2 separate regions of the Hordeum vulgare genome follow, and region 1 is linked to region 2. The links are chromatin contacts, called in public Hi-C maps. All regions are on one chromosome and are shown on one strand. Each heading gives the region's core, a stretch centred on a gene start, on an enhancer-like site or on the middle of the called end of the contact. The rest is flanking DNA. Distances are from core to core; before and after follow the strand shown. Region 1 overlaps LOC123397598 (putative disease resistance protein RGA1). Region 2 holds the start of LOC123398016 (2Fe-2S ferredoxin-like).

Region 1 (5,638 bases), core at 407-2,906, 640 kb after region 2:
AATTCCTGGTTAACGTTTATTCAGATGTTTTATGTATTGTTTTGTAATATATTTATATATAATATTTAGAAGTATATAATCTAAAGTCAAGGGAGAAAAAAACGTTCATTAAAACCTAGGCTTTGGCCCCCGCGCTTCTGGGCCGGGCCATCTCTCGCTCTCCTTGACGCGAGGCTTCCCTGCATCTCGCTGTAGAGATGTGTCAAAAAATATTCTTGATGTAACCAAAAATCCTGTAGAGATGTGTCAAAAAAATTGTAGAGAAAAAATGAAAAAAGGAAAACAACAAAACAAGAGAAAATCTAGTGCATACAAGAAAAAGGAAAAATTAAAATTAAAAAAACCTGAGAAGAAACTAGGAAGAAAAGAATTGTAGAAACAGAAAGAAAAGTTAAAGTCAGTGAACGCAGAGAATGAAACAAAGGAAACTGATGAAAAATAAGGAAAAAAATGAAACATGAGTAAACCAAACAATTGGCATAGAAAACCAGAGAAAAACAAAACATTCTGAAGAAAAAAAAGGAATGTGCGCAGCATCGATTAGACCTGGGTGAACGAAAAACACGTAAGTTACCAGGCCTTCCCATATGCCTTGTTGCTGAGGGCCCTGAGGGCGAGACGGATCCACAGAAGGAATCGTTCCTTGACTTAAATTTTTGAGAGCAACTAGTCAGCGAATAGTCCTTCGAGACCCTGCCAGCAAGAACTCCCATGCGTCATCACTTGGCTCGTTTTAAGCCACCGTCATGTGTCGTGCTTTGAGCGTTTTTCTTTCAGATTTCGTTTTTTTTTTACACCTGTTTTTGGCTTTTTAGATTGTTTTGTGTTTCGGTTTTTCATCGGTCTTTTTTAGTTTCTCGACGATTTTTTTAATTTCTTCTTGCATGGAAAACGTGTTTGCTATTTTTTTTTTCATGAAAGACATAATTTTGCCTTCGCGAGACGAACATCGGTGCCTCCCGAAAACGAAAAAAATGTGTTTTCTTTTTTCTTTTTGAGAGGCACGATTTTGCTTTTCTGAGAGGCATGATTTTATTTTCGTGTTTGACTGCTCTTTACCGTATTATTACATAATAGTATGAACAATTTTTTGAAATTGTATATATACTTGAAATAGTATCGTTCAGTGCTCGTAACTAGTTTGGTCCTTGTTTTCTTTTTTTTATCCTTTTTTAATAAAATTTGTATGCCTTTTCCACCAGTTTTCCTCCTTTTCTATACACATTTAATTTTTGCAAATTCATGATTCATATTTTTTGAATAGAAGATTAATATTTTTTAATACGTGTTTTATATTTTTTCTATACATATTTAATATTTTATAATGCTTAATTAAGTTTTTCAAATACTTTGATTATGATTGACTTTTTTCACACACATTGTATATTCTTTGTATACATTTTTCATATATATATATATATATATATATATTAGTATAACAATTTTCAAATTCTTGGTAACGTTTATTCATATGTTTTGTGTACTTTTTTGTAATATATTTATTTAGAATATTTAGAAGTATATAATCTAAAGTCAAGAGAGAAAAAAACGTTCAATAAAACCTAGGCTGTGGCCCCCCGCGCTTCTGGGCCGGGCCATCTCTCGCTCTCCTTAACGCGAGGCTTCCCTGCATCTCGCTGTAAGCGAGACATAGGGGCGCACCGAGACGGGTGCCAAGCTTCCGTCACGGGCGGACGGGCCATCGCACCCGCGCGCGCCCACGGGTGGCAAACATTTCCCAGCCGCCGCCACGGCCACTGCCTCCCATCCACATCCGCCGCCGCGGTTCCTACCCAGCCGCCGATCTCCGCGCTGGAACCTCGCCGGAGTACCTCCACGCCGTCGCTCTCAAGATCCATCACCTACCTACCCAATACCCCATCGCGCGCCAACTCCGGCAGCTCCAAGCCACCCCGCGCGCTCCTCCTCCCGCTGCTCCACTGCTCCACTGCTAGCCTAATGCGTCGGCGCCTGGCTCGCCGCCTCCGCCCCTAGCACGCCCAAGCCGCACCAAGCTCACGGAGAGGCGCCGCCGCATCACCATGCACCTCTCCCGGCCGCCATGTTCCTCCGTGTTCACGCTCCTTGCCTCTGCACTGCCTCCGTGAGAATCATCCAGCACCGCCCCCCTTTGGCCGTCTTCTGCGTCGTCGGTGCTGGCCCCTCCGGCTTCCGGCACCAACGGCGGACGCCCCCTTCCTTCCCGCGTCATCCCGCCCATTGGTGACCCGCGGAACCACCGAACCCAGTGCCTATGCCCCAGAATCTCCCGGGAGGCAACGCAAAAAAAAAAGGACCTTTCTTTTATTTGCTGTGATTTCCTGCTCTATACATGTTCGTTGAATGCCTACAAGCACTGCCATTACCTTGATCTGGCATAGGAACAGGATAGCTCAAATAATATGTTTGCAGGTACACGATATGTGAATGGCGTGATCACAGACTATGATAGTTTGCTGGCCTTGTTGAGTTAGAAAGTTTGTTTAAGATTTCGAGTAGGCTGATCGCGATGGAGCACGTCGAGCTGAGATGAGCGTGTTGTTAACACCTATCAGTTCATTTTTCTAACCGCAAATTCTCAATAAGAAATAATCTGCTAGGCAACATTTTTGCAGCCTTTTTGGCAAGTATACAACTTCATGGCAGCTGATTTGGCAAGACATACTCATTTGCAGAAATCTTAGTACACGGAGTAACCAACTTCCTAGCAATTGATTTGGTGAACATACCCAATTGCAGAAATCTTAGTGCGACCTTGTGTGCACTTGTGGCCCCAATACGAACAAAAAACACCTTCATGATCGAGCTTGCCGATCTGATCAACTTGCCTGATTTCTAATCACTTAAGGATCGCATGCATGGCCTTTAATCCATGGGTGCTGAGCATGCGTCTGGGGTGATGCTCTTATGAAATAAACTTGCGAGATCATATGGAGAAGGAAATGGGGTATGGGAGAAGACGACGGGGTGATGGGTTGGTTCGATCTCATTTACCTTGTTCTACAGTAATCTCATTTACTTTTCGATGGAAGAGAGCAATATTGAGCGGATGTCTCATGGGACTTGTACAAATAGATGTGATTCGTTTGGCAATATTAGATACAATTGTGATGATCTAACTAGAATTACTATGTAAGTCTAATTATGAATATACATTGGTTGTGCCTGATTATTACTATAAGATCAATGGCTGGATGTTTCCTTTTTTGAGCATTTATAGCAGTCCCTCTATTTTTCTGCAGTATTGTGCTTTTCGGTATATAAAAGATTTGCGTGGAAACATGAACCAGTAGTAGTAGTAGCAGCAGCAGCAGTATACTATTGATTAGAAGGTTCATATATGCTAAAAAATGCTTACGTTTGAACATTGATACCTAGCAGATGACAGAGACTGCAGCTGAGAATGTTATCATGGCGAAGAAGATGAAAGAAATGATAGCAAAACTTAGCAAGATGAAGCAGGATGATTTTTTCAAGCAAGTCAAGCAGGAATCGTCTGATGTGTCCAGTTTGATGACCATCGATGAAGACAACGATTCAGAAGCTGAAACAAGGACAGAGGCTCAAGAAGTTGAAGAACATATAGTAGGAAGGATTGAGGATAAGAGAAGGATAATGGCTACGCTACCTGCCAGCGGCACCATCATCCTTCCCCTCGTTGGAGTTGGAGGCATAGGCAAGACAAAATTGGCACGTGAAGTCTTCAATGATAGCCAGTTCAAAGGGTACAACTTCCGTGCATGGTTGGATGTCTCGGAAAAATTTGACTTGCTTGAAATAGGGAAGTCACTGCTTTTTCTAGCTTCAGGAGAAGAGGGGTTTGGCCCTGATTCAGATAGGAAGAAGTATATAACGGAGCGTCTTCATGGCCTGTATAATGGTATGAAGGTACTAGTTGTGTTAGATGGCGTGGGGGAGGCGCCGGGGGACTCCAGTGAGTGGAGGAACTTCAAGCACATGCTACGTGTGGGCGGGAAGGGCAGTAAGGTGGTCGTGATAGTGACGACATGCAGCCAAACCATCGCCAAGAAAATCTGTACTGTCAAACCACACATGCTGAACCCCCTGACTGATGATACTTGCTGGACAATAGTCAAGCAAACAAGTGGATTTAACGATCAATCCGATAAAGAAGAGTTGGAGCATATCGGACGGCAGATTGCAAGCAAGTGCAAGGGTCTACCATTGGCAGCTAAAAAACTTGGGCGCTTGCTACAGTCGAAAGATGCTAGAAGATGGTCCGCGGTGATGGATAGTGCTGCCTGGAACGATGATGTACGAACTTGACTAACACCCAGCACCCTATTATTTTATGGATCTCGAGCATAAAGTTTGATTTTTTTTTTATTGAAATATGTTGCAGGTGACAGAGAAACCCGGTTGTCTTGGTTTTCTTCGCAAGAAGAATCCCATGGCCAACGGGGTGGAGACGATGGAGGCAAAACTGGAGATGATAAAGGATGAGTTGGACAGGCACGGTTCCGATGACTCTAATCAAGAAGATATTATTTGGGCGATTTCTTCCATCCTCGAGCAAGACATGGATGTAACAGAAACAACACCAAAGGTTGAAGATCCAAGGATTTTAGGAAGGGGTGAGGATAAAGAAAGTATCCTGGCTGAGCTCTCTGCGAGCAATATCAGAGAAGGGCTTGTCATCCTTCCCATCGTTGGACTCGGAGGCATAGGAAAGACGGCCTTGGCACAAATTGTTTTCAATGATACCCAATTCAAAGAATATAATTTTCATGCCTGGGTCCATGTCTCACCGAAATTTGACTTGCTTGATATAGGCCGGTCATTGGTTTCTCTAGCCATGGGAGAAGAGCCCCATGATTCACATGGCATCGAGTATGTATCGAAGCGCATTCAACACCTGTATAATGGTATGAAGGTACTCATTGTTTTGGATGACCTGTGGGAGGAGGATTCTGATAAGCTGGAGCGCTTGAAGAGCATGTTTAATCCAGATGGGAAGACCAGCAAGGTGATTGTGATAGTAACCACATGCAGTGAAGGTGTTGCGAGGAAAATTTGTACTGTTCAACCATACAAGCTAAATCCTTTGACTCGAGAAAATTGCTGGACAATAATCGAGCAAACAAGTGGCTTTGATGGTAGAGAAGACAAAGAGGAGGTTAGGAAGTTAGGATGGCAAATTGCTGGAAATTGTGGTGGTCTACCTCTAGCAGCTCAAAAACTTGGGGTCTGGCTATCCGACGAAGATTCTGAAGAATGGTTAAAAATGTCAGTGATTGGTATCTGGATTTCATTTCAATGCTTAGTGTTAACCTACAGACGTCTGCCACTAAATCTGAGGTTATGCTTTGCTTATTGTGCCATCTTTCCAAAGGGTCACAATATAGTCAAGGATGACTTGATTAATCAATGGACTGCTCTCGATCTTATTCATCCATCGGGTAATGCCAAAAAGCTCGCCGAGGAGTATATCGGAACGCTTTTGGACATATCATTCCTTCAAACTGCAAAGTCGTCTTTGGTGAGTCACTAATTACTAGTTGCATTGCATGCGTCTAAGAAATTTCTGTCTAGAACTTATAAGTTCAAAGAACCATCATGTTCACTGTTATGAACTACAATTTTTGAAACGAAAAATTACCCAAACTACTTATTTTCG
Region 2 (5,184 bases), core at 1,242-3,741:
CGCCTGCCATCCCACTTGTCCTCCATACAAGTGAGGTATCTCTATAGAGATTGATGCCACACGTAATGATATGATTTGATTTGTTTTGATTATTACTTCTGTAGCAATACCGGCTCATTCAGCTAGTTTTACATAACTCAATTCATTTTATTATTACTACTTCCCTAGCAATACAAGGGCATTTCACTAGTTTTATTTGCTTCTCTAATCAGCTGTCTCGTAGAGACACTACCCATGTGCAAAAGGGGCACAAGTGACGAAACATTTTTGTAACATCTGAATATTCTATTTTAGAAAATATACGAATGTCATGCCTCCAAAGGGATAACGGCATAAGTCCACATCAACCTGACACCAAGTGAAATGATGACAGAAGTCTGTTGCCAAATTATTAGCCAACAGTTCCAACCATCAAATGGTTTAGCAGCAAGGGCAAACATCAGTACATCACTATGAAGGATTAATTTACCAACCTAATGTGCTCTCTCCAATCCTTTCCAAATTAATAATTTCCATGCATAGCTTAAATTGGTAATATTTTCAAATTAGACATCTTATGTCCATCTATTTTGGCGGGTGTCCTTATATTCATGTAATCCTAGTCCATTCTAGCGCTCCAACAGTTACAGTCTAACTGTATCATTGATTCACTGTTGAACTGGCTGTATTTAGTTAGTTGTCACAATTGGTAAGTAAGGTTTATTGTGTTAGTCTCACAGAGCCAATGAGCCATTAGAACTTTTATAAACAACTAAGAAATTCATCCAGGGACCATAGGGTTGCTTCCATGAGCTTTAGTTATTCTGAATCCTTAATGACCCAGAGATAGACCAGTAAATATGAATGTTAGTGTGACACAATAGTCTGTACTGCTAATTTGAAAATATTGACCATGCATGAAAACATTTTAGTATTTATGTTACGCCCAACAGTATGTCAGTAACAGCTGACTGGTCAGGCATCAACAGTAAAAAGACTTACTTAGCTTTCGGCTGTTCGCTCCTGTCACTAACTTTAGCTTCTGTGGCGGAACATAGAGAATGATTACCCTGAAAAGAGTTCAATTTGTTATTTCATCTTTGAACTAAGTTATTCCAGTTTCTTTACATCATATTTTTCATTTTAAATAAATTAAAAAAGTTAAGCAGATACGAGATCTGTACATCTGCACATCGTATGTAAACTATATAATGTCAACATTTTTAATGATTAAGAGTTCTCCAGGTTAACAGTACAGTTAGGATTGCTTGATGAACTTCCCTGCAACAAAAAAAATGCTTGAAGGCCTAGCAAATCGACAACTCCAGCAACCATGGATACTCCTTTGTATAAGTTGGCAGTAAAGGTAGACAAGTTAACAATGCAACTTTTGAGAGAGAGAGAGAGAGCTGACCACATAGTTCATACAAGCTCTAATTGGTTCTTCCTGATTCCTTGAATTTACTGACTTTTGACCTGATAATGTCAGAATAATTCAGTGGACATAGAGAAATGGAAGATGATCACAACAAACCGACAAGCATGCCAGTTTAAAGAATGTATTCTCTTAAAAATTTACTGAAGGCACTAGTCAAAAATATCAGAGGGATCAAGGGTATTTAAGTCATGAAGGGATGACTTGGCCAGAAGAACTTCCGGAAAAAAATCCCAATGAACTTAGATACCAGGGTGTACCACAACCTTACTATTGTACGGTGCACTGGAGTTATCAGACATTAGAGGCACATATCAAGAATAACTAAACATACATTTCTTCCAAAATGTGGATCTAAACATAAAAGAGGAATAGCATGAATAGTATGGGTCACCTTAAAAAAACACAAAACAAACATTACATTGTTATTCCAACGTTTAAGCTATGGAAATGTGAGCATGACTAGTGCCTCCTTGCCAACCACCAGATGTAGGATTAGCTCTGCGTGACCACAACCAACAGGTGCATCCCCTCGATGCAGCTGCTTCTGCTGCTTCATCAAAGCACCCTCACATTTGCTCCCGGATGTCGATCAACTCATCATCAGCCTGCCCATATCCACAAACTCGAACCTATGCACGCCATTGCATCCGAATGGCCTGGAATTAACACCCGGGGCCGTAGCACGCTGAGCCGAGCACAAATTTGACAGGGCACCCCGCCCCAGGTGACCACCAGGGAAACCAACGGGGTACTTCTGAGTAACTCGGTAATCAGAATCACGCACTCGCGGCCCCCCTAATCCTAACCGAGACATCCTCCAAATAAAACAGCACCGCAGCAGAGGTGAATGAAATCGCGGAGTCGAGGGGCGACGGTGGAGTGGGGAGGAGAGCTCACCTAGCCTCGCCCGGCTCAGGGCGTGGGCGCCGAGGCGGGAGATCCTCGACAACATCCTCGCCGGCGGGACAGAGCCGACACGGACGCAGCGGCGGCAGCAGATTCGGGGCGCGGGTTTGGGAGGATCAGCGGAGGAGGAAGAGGAGTTCCGCTTCGCTTGGGGAGGAAGTAGGGAGCGCGGGCCGAGCAACTGGGCCGGGAGGGTAGCCCAACTATGGAGACGGTCGCGAATCTTTTTAGTTGGGCCATTTCTCCAGCTTGTCGATAAAGCCACGCTACGCTGGAATCTTCTGAAACTGATCCTCAAAATACGGCAGCGATCTGATTTCAGGGAAATATGATGACAAAAAGCACACGGAAAAAGGAATAAAAATGGAGACGCGGGGAATCGAACCCCGTGCCTCTCGCATGCGAAGCGAGCGCTCTACCATATGAGCTACGTCCCCAAGATGCCATATGGGAGATCTGAAACGTAATATTCATTTCGACCAAGAGCTGAAAGGTTAGGTTCCATCTTCAAATGAGCAACAACTGATAACTTGTGCGGAAAAAGAGCGTGTGGTAAGACGAAAATGTATGTAGACTCCTAGTGAAATATCTTAAAAAGACTTATATTTAGAAACGGAGGGAGTAGTTCGCAGAGTGATACTTCCTGCATGGAGCATTTCCCTTTCCCTCATGCGGACGGGAGAAACGTCCGACCAGCAGCTGCTCCCCAAGCTTCTATACCAACGCCGTACGTGGCAGCGTCGCGTGATCAACTGTTACGGTTCGATCGATGGAGCCTTGGTCCTAAAGCAAAGCACCATCACTCCATCAGCAGCGCTGGTCCATTCCCATCTGTGGCTAAGTTAATCTCACTGCGGACAGGTCGCCCGATTCCCTCACATGCAGGCAGCAGGGGAGCAGCGGTGGGAAGGCGAGGCGCTGCCGGGCCCCGGAGGGTGGGGTGGCCAACCCCGGGCGGACACGGCGTGACCCTCCGGGCAGGAGACAGGTTCCAGAAACGCCCATGGGTAGCGTGGCGTGGCGCGCGGCTGAGCCATCCGCGCAGCACACGATGGCCGTGCACTGCTCCCTCCAAGGGACAGCGCAGCAGATCAGCTCATCAACATCAGCCCAACCCCCGCCGCAGCAACATTGGTTGTGGACGGAAATGGTACCGTTGCCACGGGACGGTGCGGCAAGTCATCATGGCACGCCGCGCGGAGCCGTGCCAGCGACCCCAAATATATATGATATGGCTCCCCAAATCTCGTGGAGTTCCTCCTGAATTTTCATCCAGGTTAAGGCACTGTTCGGCAATGCTCCGCTCCGCGGAGCTTGGACCAGCTCTAAAACTTTTAACTGGACTCCACTCTGTTCCGGCGCGGAGTCGTGGAGCGGAGGGAATCGGAACGCCGGCTAAGCAACGAAAGATGGTAAATATCCCGGTCCTGACGAAGAGTGGTGCCATGTCGTCGACATCGATCACCACACAAATTGATGGCCAGTCAAGCATCAACAGCCCCATCCGTTTGACCCTGTAGTACAAAGGAAGACGGCGACCCTGGAAAATTCAGACAGTGTCCCGGGGGTCTGACTGACACCAGGAATCCGACGAAGCAAATTATTGGTGCCGTTTCTGAACCAGCCCTAAGCACTGAATATTCACTATTTTCTCTCTCTCTCTCAAAGAAAAACTAGAGATTCACTTCGGTTTTAAAAAGACCATGCTGCTAAACTAGGCCTTAGCCATGCGTTACCCTCGTCAAGCTCCGTCATGATCTTCATTGAAAATCTTAACCAAAGCCCTCAACGACCCATCGATAAATATCCTAGCTCTCGTCGGCATATCATATGAGGTGCGCCGTGCTGTGCCGTGCCATCAGTATCACGAGCAAGTACACCCGCCGATCTGTCAAACATCAAGAGGCCCATCCTTTTGACCCTAACCGTACAAAGAAGACTGAGCACAGTGAATCAGATAACCTTCACATCGGCCTGACACCACACTCGAATCAAGTCGAGCAAATTATTGGTGCCATTTCTTCAACTAGCCCAACCAACGGGATGCCTGACACTGACAATAATCAAAAGGAGTGGAGGTTCACTTAGCCATGCATTATTGCAGACATATTTTACACTGCATGCATCAGCACATGCTGCCCGCGGGCCTTGTACAGACTACAGAACAGCAGGGGGAGAGCCTGACGGCCAGAGCTCAGCATCCCCTCTTCATCTACATCTACCACTGGTAGGATTTACACACGCTTCACATCTCGGTCTCATTCGCCTCAGGTGGTTGCACGTCGCCGGTTGCCTACTACGAACTCTTCTCCTTCAGCTATCTACGCGGTGGCACACATCCTTGGCTACGAAAACTAGCACCAGCTCACGTGGAGTGGATGATGTTTAGTTTACAACGGAAGTAGTAGTACATAACTGATAGCATATACTACTGGGACAGGGTTCCATCTTCCGGTCATACGTAGTTTGCGGCTACTCTCGTTGTGCTCCTGCAGTTCTCCTCCGTCTTGTGGATCTGCTTCTTCTTTTTTCACGGTTAGCGGTCCAGCGAACTGATCACCACCCTGCCAGACACACGGTTGGGAAGAATCAGATTTGTGGCTACCAGAGACCAGTGTCATGTTGGTTGGATCTGCTAGTTTCATCATGCGACGCGCTCAAAAACAATAGGGGATATTCGGTTTGAAGCCAACGCACCAGTCGTAGACGGTGGGGCTCCTGGGGGTGCCGGGGCTGGCGTCCGCCCCGTCGGCGGCCATCCTGCCTTTGCGGCGCAGCTTGCTCCAGCCCTCTCCCCTGGGTGTCGTTGCTGCAACCACAAGCAAGCATGTCAGCCACATCACGCCGGCCACGTCGTACGA

Evidence for each region. A called contact is a pair of places that touch in the nucleus more often than the background predicts.
Region 1: a Hi-C map of leaf shows a contact between it and region 2, with 4 times the contacts expected there. The contact joins the enhancer-like site here to the promoter of LOC123398016 in region 2. A contact is called at or near these places in 3 of 6 Hi-C or Micro-C datasets (leaf and seedling) and 1 of 1 datasets of contacts at active chromatin or transcription factors (embryo).

Annotation. Positions count from the first base shown.
Region 1 is chr5H:434,192,190-434,197,827 of MorexV3_pseudomolecules_assembly, forward strand. It overlaps LOC123397598 (putative disease resistance protein RGA1), which reads left to right. Exons shown (of 5, transcript XM_045092134.1): 2 at 3,382-4,275; 3 at 4,364-5,500. Among protein-coding and RNA genes, the nearest start is that of LOC123397598, 9.2 kb to the left of the region's middle. Within about 2 kb of position 1,657, at least 3 of the 3 cell types and tissues checked have open chromatin away from gene starts, as enhancers often do. A contact at or near this core is called in leaf and seedling, where this site is marked.
Region 2 is chr5H:433,552,808-433,557,991 of MorexV3_pseudomolecules_assembly, forward strand. LOC123398016 (2Fe-2S ferredoxin-like) reads right to left here and starts at 2,492. Exons shown (of 7, transcript XM_045092526.1): 1 at 2,315-2,492; 2 at 1,394-1,455; 3 at 982-1,049. The coding sequence starts at 2,369. It overlaps TRNAA-CGC (a tRNA gene), which reads right to left and starts at 2,760; the gene lies at 2,688-2,760. LOC123397568 (dormancy-associated protein homolog 3-like) reads right to left here. Exons shown (of 4, transcript XM_045092101.1): 3 at 5,021-5,132; 4 at 4,384-4,887. The coding sequence ends at 4,860.